Linked DNA regions of Sus scrofa: region 2 is linked to region 1. A link is a contact called in public HiChIP or PLAC-seq data. All regions are on one chromosome and are shown on one strand. Each heading gives the region's core, a stretch centred on a gene start, on an enhancer-like site or on the middle of the called end of the contact. The rest is flanking DNA. Distances are from core to core; before and after follow the strand shown. Region 1 overlaps ZBTB20 (zinc finger and BTB domain-containing protein 20). Region 2 overlaps ZBTB20 (zinc finger and BTB domain-containing protein 20).

Region 1 (5,623 bases), core at 990-3,489:
ACGATCCGGTGCTGCTGTGTGCTGTGGTATAGGTTGCAGACATGGCTCGGATCCCGTGTTGCTGTGGCTCTGGTGTAGGCTGGTGGCTATAGCTCCAATTAGACCCCTAGCCTGGGAACCTCCATGTGCCGCGGGAGTGGCCCTAGAAAAGGCAAAAAGACAACAACAACAAAAAGTGAAAAACTTCCTGATAAACCTTTGAAAAAGTGTAAACTTCCTGATAAACCTTTGTGATTTAAGACACTAGAGACTGAAGATTAATTCTGATTAGAATACTTTGTAGGTGTATGCATATATTTTTGTTACTTCTGTTTTAGTTATAATTATTCCACACACACAAAACTCCTTAACTCTAGAGAGTAAGTGGAGGGAACTTCTTGATTAACTAGACTGATTATTAAAAGCAGATCATGTAGGGCATTGATTCTAGTACTTGTTAACTACATAAGTGGATGTGAGCACCTAATTTAAGTCCTATAACCATTATGCTCTACCTTAAGAATTTGGCAACTGTACTACATTTTCTTGGTAAACAATGTACTAACTTTTGTTGGGAGTTCTTGTTGTGGCTCAGCAGTAACAAACCCAACTAGTATCCTTGAGGACATGGGTTTGATCCCTGGCCTTGCTTAGTGGGTTAAGGATCTGGTGTTGTTGTGAGCTGTGGTGTAGGTCCCAGACATGGCTTGGATCCAGCATTGCTGTGGCTTTGGCATAGGCCAGTAGCTACAGCTCCGATTAGACCCCTAGCCAAAAAAAAAAAGTGTTTGAAAATGGTAGTTGAGGAGTTCCTGTTGTGGTTCAGTGGCTCAGTGGGTTAAGAACCTGACATAGTGTTCTGAGGATGCAGGATTGATCCCTGGCCTTGCTCAGTGGGTTAAGGATCCAGTGTTGCTGCAAGCTGCAGTGTAGGTTGCAGGTGTGGCTCACTCAGATCCAAATTTCCTGTGGCTGTGAGGTAGGTCTGCAGCTGCAGCTCCAATTTGACCCATAGCCTGGAAACTTCCGTATGTTGCAGTTGCGGCTATAAAAAGAAAAAAAAGAAAAAGGTAGTTTGTTTTATTGCTGTTATTTTATTATTACATTTACCAGTTCTCTATTGCCACCTACTTCTACTGTATTTTCCACCTGTATTATTTCTTACTAGTATCATTCCTACTAGTACTTGTTTTTACTGTTTTTGTGGCATTAATTTTATACTGCTTTATCTAATAATTATATTAGTATGCCTAGAATAAGTTGTAAAATATGTCTCTTAATAATTTAAAAATAAACATAAAAATATATCTATAATTTGCCAATATTGAAATTTGCTAAGGGTGAAGTAAGACTTCTTTACTGGAGCATGTGAAAGCTTTAGTTGCTTATGGATGAAATTTCTGAGGAGCTGCAAGTATAGAGAATAATTTCTCTCAAAGAATTGTAGATACATTTTTGTCACAGCTTAGAGATTCCCAGAGTCCTAGTCGTTACTCCTCCAAACCTCTTAGTGCTCCTTTGTTCATCCATTCATATGGAAAACAACAGAAGAGTATCTGCTAGATAAAAAACGTAGTTCTGGGTGGGTGTGAGATGAACCAATAGCAAGATTACTTAGATGAACTGTCTCTATTCAAGAAGTCTAGCAGGCTATTCAGACAGGAAACAACTAGGTTATGTGCAAGGACTTTGGAGCCAGATTATTTGGTTTCAATTTCTGCTCTGAAACTTACTAGTCGTGTAACTTTAGGCAAGTTATTTATTCTGTGTTTCAGTTTCCTTACCTACAAAATGAGGCTGAAAATAATACTATTTAAGATTTTCATGAGGATTAAATGATTGGGTTCATGTACAGCATTTAGAGCAATAACGTAATAAGCTCTCAATAAATGTTGGTTAACATTAATATAATTATTAGATAAAGCAGAATAAAATTAATGCCACATAAATAATAAAAACATAGTACTATAGTATTAAAGAGGATGATAACACCAACTTTTACTGTGGTTGGGGGCAATGGAATTAGAGTTTTCTTGGGTGAAGTAATGATTTAACTGAAACCTTGAAACATGATTTCTGTAGGGCAAGGAAAATGGAGGGGTAGGGATGAGTTGATTTCTAGGCTAAGTGAATAGTCTAGCAATTATTTAAAGGTGGTAGAGAAGTAAAAAGCAAAACCTCTTGGACTTGGTAGTCAGAAAGACTCTCTGTCTGAGGCCCAGATCTATTCCATATTAGCAGTGTGGCCCTGGGCAAGGCAGGCTCTGTTCACGTTCTTCTTCCCTGAGATGTGGTCTGGTAACTTTCTCTAGGCAGTAAGCTATAGCAGTTATGGGGCTGACCTTGCAATGTGCTGCCTGTTGTCCAGTGTTTATAAACCATTATTTTGTCTAGTTTTTAGTGTTTAGGGCTAAGTCCTGTTTCTGCTACTCCACTGTTTTCGGAAGCAGAGGACCAACATATTACTTTCACTTTTCTCCTCATTGAGTTTTGAGCTTGTCACTGAATTCGGTTAGTACACTGTGGTTAGTTATCCTTTTTGTACTCACTACAATTTTTGGTTTACTTCTCTGCCTCTTCACTACGCAGACTTTTTTGAGAATGGGGACTATTGTCTGGTTCATCTTTATCCCAACTACCAACCCACTAGTGTAGAGTGTGAATCATAGCAGGCAGTTACTGGATATCTTACATTCAATTTAATTACTGTGAATGGTAGTTTAGTGATGTACTATGAAAAACTTTAAATGCTATGCTAGAGTTTGGGCTTATTTCAGTAAAGCACCCAGGATTTTTGAGAAGGTGAGGGAAATTCCTTGAGCCTTTTTTTTTTTTTAAGAAGATAACTCTAGAAGTGTAAAGATGGATGATAGACGTTAGAGGATGCAAGTACTTAGATTACTTAGGATTCTATGCATTAACATTAGGAGTAGAGGCATTGATAGGATCTGGTGATTGGACAAGAGCTGCTAAAAGGGATGGTGAGAAAAATGATGACTCAGGTTTTCAGAATGGTTGATCAATTCCTTTAGGAATGAAATATTAAATTCTTTGGCAACTAAATGAAGGATTTTAGTATAAAAATTTGAGAAAAAAATTCACAATGTAAAGAAGTAACTAATGCTAAGGATTTATCTAAATTGTTTAGTTTTTTACCAGAAGCAAGCTTGAATTTAATTTTTTTTTTTTTTGGTATTTTTAGGGCAGCACCCATGGCATATCAAACTTCCCAGGCTAGGAGTTGAATCAGAGCTATAGCTGCTGGCCTGTGCAACAACCACAGCAATGTAGGATCCAAGCTGTGTCTGTCAGCAACCTACATCACAGCTTAGAGCAATGCCCAATCTTTAATGCACTGGGCAAGGCCAGGGTTTGAACCCATGTCCTCATGGGTACTAGTTGGTTTGTTACCGCTGAGCCACTATGAGAAATCTGAATTTAAAATATTTAAAAAAAAAATGAATTGTGGGTTTTATCTTATTATGTGAGGATAATTTCCTATTGACTACAAATATCATTGTCTTTCTTTACATATATTTTTCCTCATAATCCTTTGTCTTTGTATATTATATCTATATCTATATATGGATTTATTTCTCTTCCTTGTTAGTTTTTAAGTTTTCCTGAAAGACTGCCTGTTTTAGTCTTTAAAATGTTTTAGTAATGGACCCAGAGCTAAAAGTTCATCTTGTTCAGTTGTATGGGATAGTGCCTGTAGGAGGACCAAAAGTGACAATTTTTCTCAAATATATTTCAACTTTGTTTTTGTAGTATCAATTTTCATACATATTGTCTTCTCTTTTTGAGAGAAGTTAAAAGAGCCACTGAGAGAGGGGAAGCTGTAGTAGAAGTGAGAGAACAAGAAACAGAAAAGTTATGGAAACCCTCCAATGCCAAACATTTATGTATAAAATATAAGTAGCTATTTGAAAAGTTAAACCTCTTGTAACAAGAACTTGTTTACAGTGGTCTGAGGGACATCAGTTAGAACTAATGGATTGAATATGTGGAAAGGAAATTTTTCTCCCAATAATTTCTATTTACTCAATCCTCCAAGGAAGTAATGCTTCTTGTAAAGTGTGATCTAACCTGAGAAGAATGACACAATGCTTGAATCAACAATAGAATACTGACAAGGTAGGGGAATATTTTTGATATTACATTCCATTTCTCATTTTAGTTTCTTATGTAAAGTATTTGTTACTCCTGTGATAGAGAAGGTCACAAAACAATGACTACCATTTATTGATTCATCCTTTGTGCTGATCCTGAACTATGAGTTAAATAGTATTCTTCACAACAGTCTCACAAGGCAGATATTATTTACATTTTATCAATGAAGAATCTAAGGCTAAATTAGATTATAAATAACTTCTATAAAGCTGCACATCTAGTTATGGAAGAGTTATTTGGAATCAGTAGTTTAATAGGCAAAAATAGATCGCTAAGTCTAGTGTGTGCAATGAAAGGAGTCTCTCTTTTATCCAGTAAACAGAGGAGGGTGAACTTAAGTAAGTAAACTTAGAGGAAAAGGCTAAGGAAGGCAGGCAATTCTGCTTCTGACTGGTAGGAGTGAGTTTATCAAGGAAGACTAATGTCTTACTGTGGCAAATCTCTTCAAAGCTCTAGGTGCTGTTTTTGAAACTACTTTACACAGTAATGTCCAGGGCAGCTGAAAAACTGTATTATGCTTTGCCGAGACCAGTGGAGAGGCCAGGAGCAATGGTGACTGCAGGGAAGGTTCCTATAATTTTAACTCTATGTGGAACACCTTTTGTGGGCAGGATTACTCAGCGCAGTTATTCCAGGTTGTTAGAGCCATGGAGCCTGATGCCATGTAATAAAGATCACATCAGTTTCACCACTGATCTAACCTCAAAGTCTGTGGTCCTAAACAGTGAGTTATTTTTTTAACTAGCATATTATTCAGTGTACTTGCATCAATTTTAGAAAAACCCAACATGTATTACTGCATACAGTTTTAAACTCCAAAGTGACTTTAAGCTCTAGAACAGAGAAAAAAATCAATTATATAATATCATCTCTTATTATAAATGAGGAACTAACTACACACAAGTATAATCAATTAGAAATTATCTAAGTTTTGGGAGTTCTCTTGGGGTCTAGTGGTTAAGGATTCTTACTGCTGTGGCTGGGGTTTGATCCCTGGCCCAGGAATTTCTGTATGCCACAGGCATCCCCCCCCAAAAAAAATGTCTAAATTTCTTTTAATGGCAAGAATATTCTCACCTGGGTGAATTGCAGTGATAAAAAGAAAAAAAGAAAGGTTCTTCTCAAGTTACGCTGTAAAGAAGTCTAGTTATTTGCCTTAGTTTCAAAAGAATAACTCCCCAAGTATTTCAAAATGCCCCAGCCATTCTCTTTGGAAGCTTCTTTCTCATCCTCATGGCACATCCCTCTGGCATGCATGACCAGCTGCAAGCTAAACCCCGTGGAATAAGAATTCTTTCATCCCTTTGTGTGCTGTGTTTCATTTTCAGAGTTTGGATGATCCTCTTCGGCAGCAGCAGCAGGCATTGTTAGTTTCAATAGGCGGCCTGGATGCACAAGAACAGTCATCATAGAGACAGGCTCTCAGGGTCCCTCCCTTCGTGCCATGGTGCTGTGTTAGATCACTTTCCCC
Region 2 (5,107 bases), core at 380-2,879, 670 kb after region 1:
CCCATTCAACAGAGAGTCGGCAAAAGATTGCAGTTTGTCGCTTTTGTATTGTTGCTTTCGTATTGGCTTCCTCCATCCTGAAAAATTTGTCTGAAAGCTCTCCTTCTATTTTCATCTTTACCATGCCATCTCTGCCTCCTGCCCTCAGGAAAAGCAGATTTGATTTCACAACCTGTTGGACCAGAAACACAGCATGCTAATCATAACACCATATTCTGCGAGGGCAGATTTAACTACCCAGTACAACAAATTTCAACACAAAATATTCTGTGTAACAAGTCCATTGCCATGCTTAGAGAAACAAGGGAAACATGGGAACAGACCTACTTACAACAAATTCTGTACTGCACATATCTCCTACCAAAAAGTAAAATAAAAAACTTTCTCTGGTCACCATACATGTGATTCTAGAGAAGGCACCGAGCCAAGGGAATTGGAGGACTGTTCAGGGTATGACAAAGAATCTGGTTTGATGAGGACCAGGGGTGCCTGCAGCATAAGCTAAGCATTTATTCATTTATATCAGTTGCATGGTCCTAGGAGGGGAGCTGACTGATGACTGAGCTCTTTTCCTTCCTATTCCTGGTCCCAAATAACATCCAGTGACAATGACTTTGTAATGCTCTTCACCCATCTCTTCCCAAACACCCAATCACACCCCTGTACTCCAGGATCCTAAACTCAATCAAAAAACAAAGAGAATCTCAAGCATTGGATGAATCAAGAGATGGCATAGAGGATCTCTGTGCGACACCATCCTTCTTTACCTGCTAGAATCTAAACTCTTCGTTTCACTTTTTCATTTACTGCTTTAACAAATCCTTTCCTCACTATCTCTCTCATCAGTACAGCCTGCAAATTTAGATTGTGTGTTGAAATTTGAAATTATGTGTTGATATAAAGTAAAATCTAATAACAGCAAGAAAGTTGACTGTTCCATAATGTGTTCCATGAGTAGAAACTGAAAGCTGGAAGGAACCTTTAAGGCCTTCTAATCCAAGCCCTTTATTTTACAGATGAGGAAACTGAAGCCCAGAGAGGTGAAGTGAGGTGCCCAAGGCCACACAGCAAGTTAGAGGCACAGCTAGTACCATAGCTCAAGTCTCCTGACTCCCAGTCCAGTGCTCCTCCCATTACTCCACGGGTCCTGTCTCTAAGCTTCCTGACAAATGCTAGAACGGTAAAACCTCCACTAGTATTTTTCCAGACCATGTTAAAACTCTTAAGGGGGGAAAAAAGGATGCTTTCTTGGATAATGTCAGCCATACGTAGCTCAAGCTGTCTAAAGTTCTGGGACAGGGTCTTTTTATGCAGCCAACAGAGTCCAAATGTGGTGCTGTTTGCTTGGCCCATATGCTTTCATGTGTTCCCAGTTAGGCCATTACTGGAGGGAAAAAAAACAAGAATCAGCTTGTTTTAAAACAAGGGACATACTGGACTCCCTCCCATCCCCCCTTAAAAAAAATCAAGTTATCTTTAACAGATTCTAAAAATGCCTTTTCCCAAATATGCAGTCAGTTCCTTCAAAGGGCCCTTTGTTTATTTTCAGGAAGAAACCCAAGACAGCTGAAAACCAGAAGGCATCTGAGGAGAATGAGATTACTCAGCCGGGTGGATCCAGCGCCAAGCCGGGCCTTCCCTGCCTGAACTTTGAAGCTGTTTTGTCTCCAGACCCAGCCCTCATCCACCCAACACATTCACTGACAAACTCTCACGCTCACACCGGGTCATCTGATTGTGAGTACGCCGCTAAGGTGATGGTGTCCTCTTAGTGCTTGGAGCAGGCTTCTCCCCCGCCCCGGGGTTCCGGCTTTTTTGTATTCAGAGCAAGCTGTTTCCATTTGCTCTTCCATAGTAGCCAAAAGTAACTTAACCACCATTTTGAGTCAGCCAACATCTAAATTTTCAAAGCTAGAGTGTGTTTTAAAACCAGGTGACCGGCCGTTTGGCTGATTAATTATGTGAACCACTTTCTTTTTCATAACATTAACTCAAAAACTGAAGTCAGGTTGCTGCTTTCTAATGATTCCTTTGTCCCCCTGATCTCAGTCATGGCCCTTCCACCCTGACGAAATTGAACAACCAAATATGGACCTCAGAAGGCCAGTTAGACACAAGGGAACGTCCATTTTGAAATTACATTAACGCAAGTCAGCTTTGCATTAATTCTTGTAGCTTGGCTGAATTTCTGTCTTTCCAGTTTTCAATTTATTTTGAAGTGGTTAAAGGATAGCATAAATTTACTGAAGAAAAGAGAATGGCTTCCAAGAATTCAGAAGCCACCCAGACTTCACGTAGCCAATAAGAATCCAGGTTAAAAATATTTTTTAATTAAAAAAACTGCCTACGGGCTAAATTTGGAAATGGGCAGCTTAATGAGATTGTCGCTATTGAAGTCACTTCATTGCTGTTTATTTTTGCTGTCTTCCCACTAATCTGAGAGTCACTTCTTCAAATTCTATTTTAAGAAAGTTGATAAATCACGGTTAGGAGATATTTTTCTCTTTCTGAAGTGTAACTCAATACTTCAGAGAGAAAGAAACACGTGTGTTGACAATGGAAAGGAATGGAATAACTTGGAGTCCAGTCCGAAAGAATTTAGTCTTGAGATTCCCAACAACTATTCAGAACTGATCTCCATAACGATGTCAGGCAAAGAGCTGGTGGTTCTTCCTTTATTTTCAAAAAAGGACTCCATTTATCCTGTCCACAGAGCAAAAATTATTAATTAGGAAATGAGATTCTAAATATCCTATTGTTATTTTTCTGACAAAGCAGACGTAAAACTCTGCAAAAGGGGCGAGAGCTAAACGAGGCTGGGACATTCCATTCCCTACTTTTTTCATCACAATTGTCTCTAGATAAAGGGACGCAACCCAGGAGTTGGGGTTGGGGTGAAGGAGGCTTGTTCAACTCATGACTGAGCTGAGACCATGCTCCAGCTGTCACTAGAAAACAAAATGAGAAATAACAAGATCCAAATCTCTGCAGCCCGCGTGCTTTCTACAAAGCTGCTGCTTTTATAGAGACACTTGCAGGTCACTTGTGGGGGCTGTGTTCTCTGGACCGTCCAAATAGCAACATCCTTGGCCTTCTTGCCTGGCAGTCTCCAGCCTAATAGTAATTACAGGAAGAATTGGAAAATAGCATGGCACGGTGCCCATAGACATGTGCGCACTGTCCCTACCTACCAGGAAGGTAGTCTGTTCCTGTGGAGAAGGGCCTGGAGCTCCTGCATGCAGACCTCCAACACCTGGCTTTCTGCCACAGCTTATGGGGAAGATTACGTAGAATGGCCTTAGCCCAGAAATCCCGTTACAGCAAAATGAATGTTTTGCTCAATAGAAAGAGCACCGGGCTTTGTTTATTATACTTTACCATAAGCATCCTCTGACCAGACCTTGGCATTAGCAAGGAATACGTACAAGAAACAGGCCCTTGGCGCCCCTAAGGAAGCCAGTGGATCTGCTCTCTGTAAGGTCTGAATGCAGTTGGAAGGAGAACAAACGGGGAGGAGAAACCGAATCTCCAGCTGTTCAGAAAGTCATTCTGATTTTGCCATTAAGATGTGTAAGTCTTCTCTGCTCCAACCTGTTGTTTAAATTGATTATACTTTTCTCCAAATATATTTGGATTGTAGTTTGTCCTGATTTGAGCCTACACTAAGAAGAAAATTGTTTTGAGGAAAGATTCACAGAAATCTGTCCATTTGGAGATTGCTTGAGAGAAGACAGGAAAGAGGTTTATTTTAAGCCGTTAAAATTTTGGATGCTCTTCTTGCATTCAAGAGGACTTTTTTTTTTTTTTTTTTTTTTTTTTTTACTTTCAAATGTCATTCTTACCATAGATTAATTTAAAAGCCTAATTTCTTTAAGGTAAAATATTCAGTTTCTATTTAGAATGAACAGATTTGGGGCATTTAAAAATAGTGCCCTTGACTTGTTAGTATCTTTAACTTCAGAAACATTCCACTAGTGTGTGGTGTTCCAAGCTTTCACAAGTGCCTGAATTTTTATAGCACCTTTTTATTTGTCATGTGTTTAGCAAAACTATTCTTAGTCGGGCTTTAATGCCCATTTTCCATCAATCATCATAATTCTCCCCAATTTACAGATGAGAAAACTGAGAAAATTGACACCCAGCTAGATGAATGATGTGCTTGGTAGTTAACCCGTTCAGATATGGGGGCGGTGGGGGGGGATGTCTGTAGATTTGCCTTCACTAAGCAGCCTGAATTCTCTGTTCCAAGCCAAGACATGGCATTCCTGGCTTGCAGCAGGCATCTTGAAAATGTACAACTACTCATATTAGTGATGGGGTTATGGAACATGATGGGTAAGCATTCCCACAAAAGAAAAGTCAGCTCTGCATACAAACCGATTGGGATAGGCAAGCCATGGCATCGTTAAACCTGAAGGACACAGGCCATGTTTTGGAGCCAAGAGGACGCGTCTGACCCCTTCAATTCTCAGTTGGCTGTTTAACCTGCTGAGCCACTTCAGATTCAGCAACAGATCCCAGTAATATTTAAAACAAGAAGGAATATGAGTGTGAAATGCTTTCCTTGGTGAAATGATGAGGTTGGCATCACTATTGCAACGTGTGCAGCTTTGCAATGCACCCACTACATTCACCTTTTAGTCATATTTCCCCTGTCACCTCCTAGCTTGTCGCCTCTTCACCATTTCTAAAAATCTCATGGTAAACATACAGAGACGGTGGTGATGGAAGGCATTAAGATGAGTTTCAGAATGCAAAGGGTACCAAACCCCTAGGCTTTTGATAGAACAGTTCCCACTGCACAGGCTGAGCCAGTCTCTCCCTTTAAATGCTTACCTGGGACTAAACCAAGTCAGGAGAGCAGGCGAAGCTCGCTCGCCGTGGGACAAACCTTTCCCGACAACTGTCAAGCTATTATAGCGCATCACAGTCATGTATGTGTGACAGACGGTCCCATTTTGTTTTCCCCCAAAGAAGATTCCCACTGAAGGGAGAAGCAACTGTCCCCCTTTGCAGTCTCTTTACTTCTGGCTGTAGAATCACCTATTCTGATATGTTTGTTATATTGGAAGCTGAACACCCATGGTTACTTACCTTCTCATGGTTT

The links. HiChIP or PLAC-seq counts read pairs in DNA pulled down with a chosen protein or histone mark.
Region 2: an H3K27ac HiChIP or PLAC-seq map of skeletal muscle shows a contact between it and region 1, with 5 times the contacts expected there. The contact joins two enhancer-like sites. A contact is called at or near these places in 1 of 47 Hi-C or Micro-C datasets (embryonic fibroblasts) and 2 of 2 datasets of contacts at active chromatin or transcription factors (alveolar macrophages and skeletal muscle).

Annotation. Positions count from the first base shown.
Region 1 is chr13:144,930,897-144,936,519 of Sscrofa11.1, forward strand. All of the region lies in intron 2 of ZBTB20 (zinc finger and BTB domain-containing protein 20), which reads left to right. Among named protein-coding and RNA genes, the nearest start is that of ZBTB20, 78 kb to the left of the region's middle. Within about 2 kb of position 2,240, at least 29 of the 83 cell types and tissues checked have an H3K27ac peak or open chromatin away from gene starts, as enhancers often do. A contact at or near this core is called in skeletal muscle, where this site is marked.
Region 2 is chr13:145,598,887-145,603,993 of Sscrofa11.1, forward strand. ZBTB20 (zinc finger and BTB domain-containing protein 20) reads left to right here. Exons shown (of 10, transcript XM_021071270.1): 7 at 1,017-1,180; 8 at 1,550-1,737. The coding sequence starts at 1,170. Among named protein-coding and RNA genes, the nearest start is that of DRD3, 170 kb to the right of the region's middle. Within about 2 kb of position 1,630, at least 27 of the 83 cell types and tissues checked have an H3K27ac peak or open chromatin away from gene starts, as enhancers often do. A contact at or near this core is called in skeletal muscle, where this site is marked.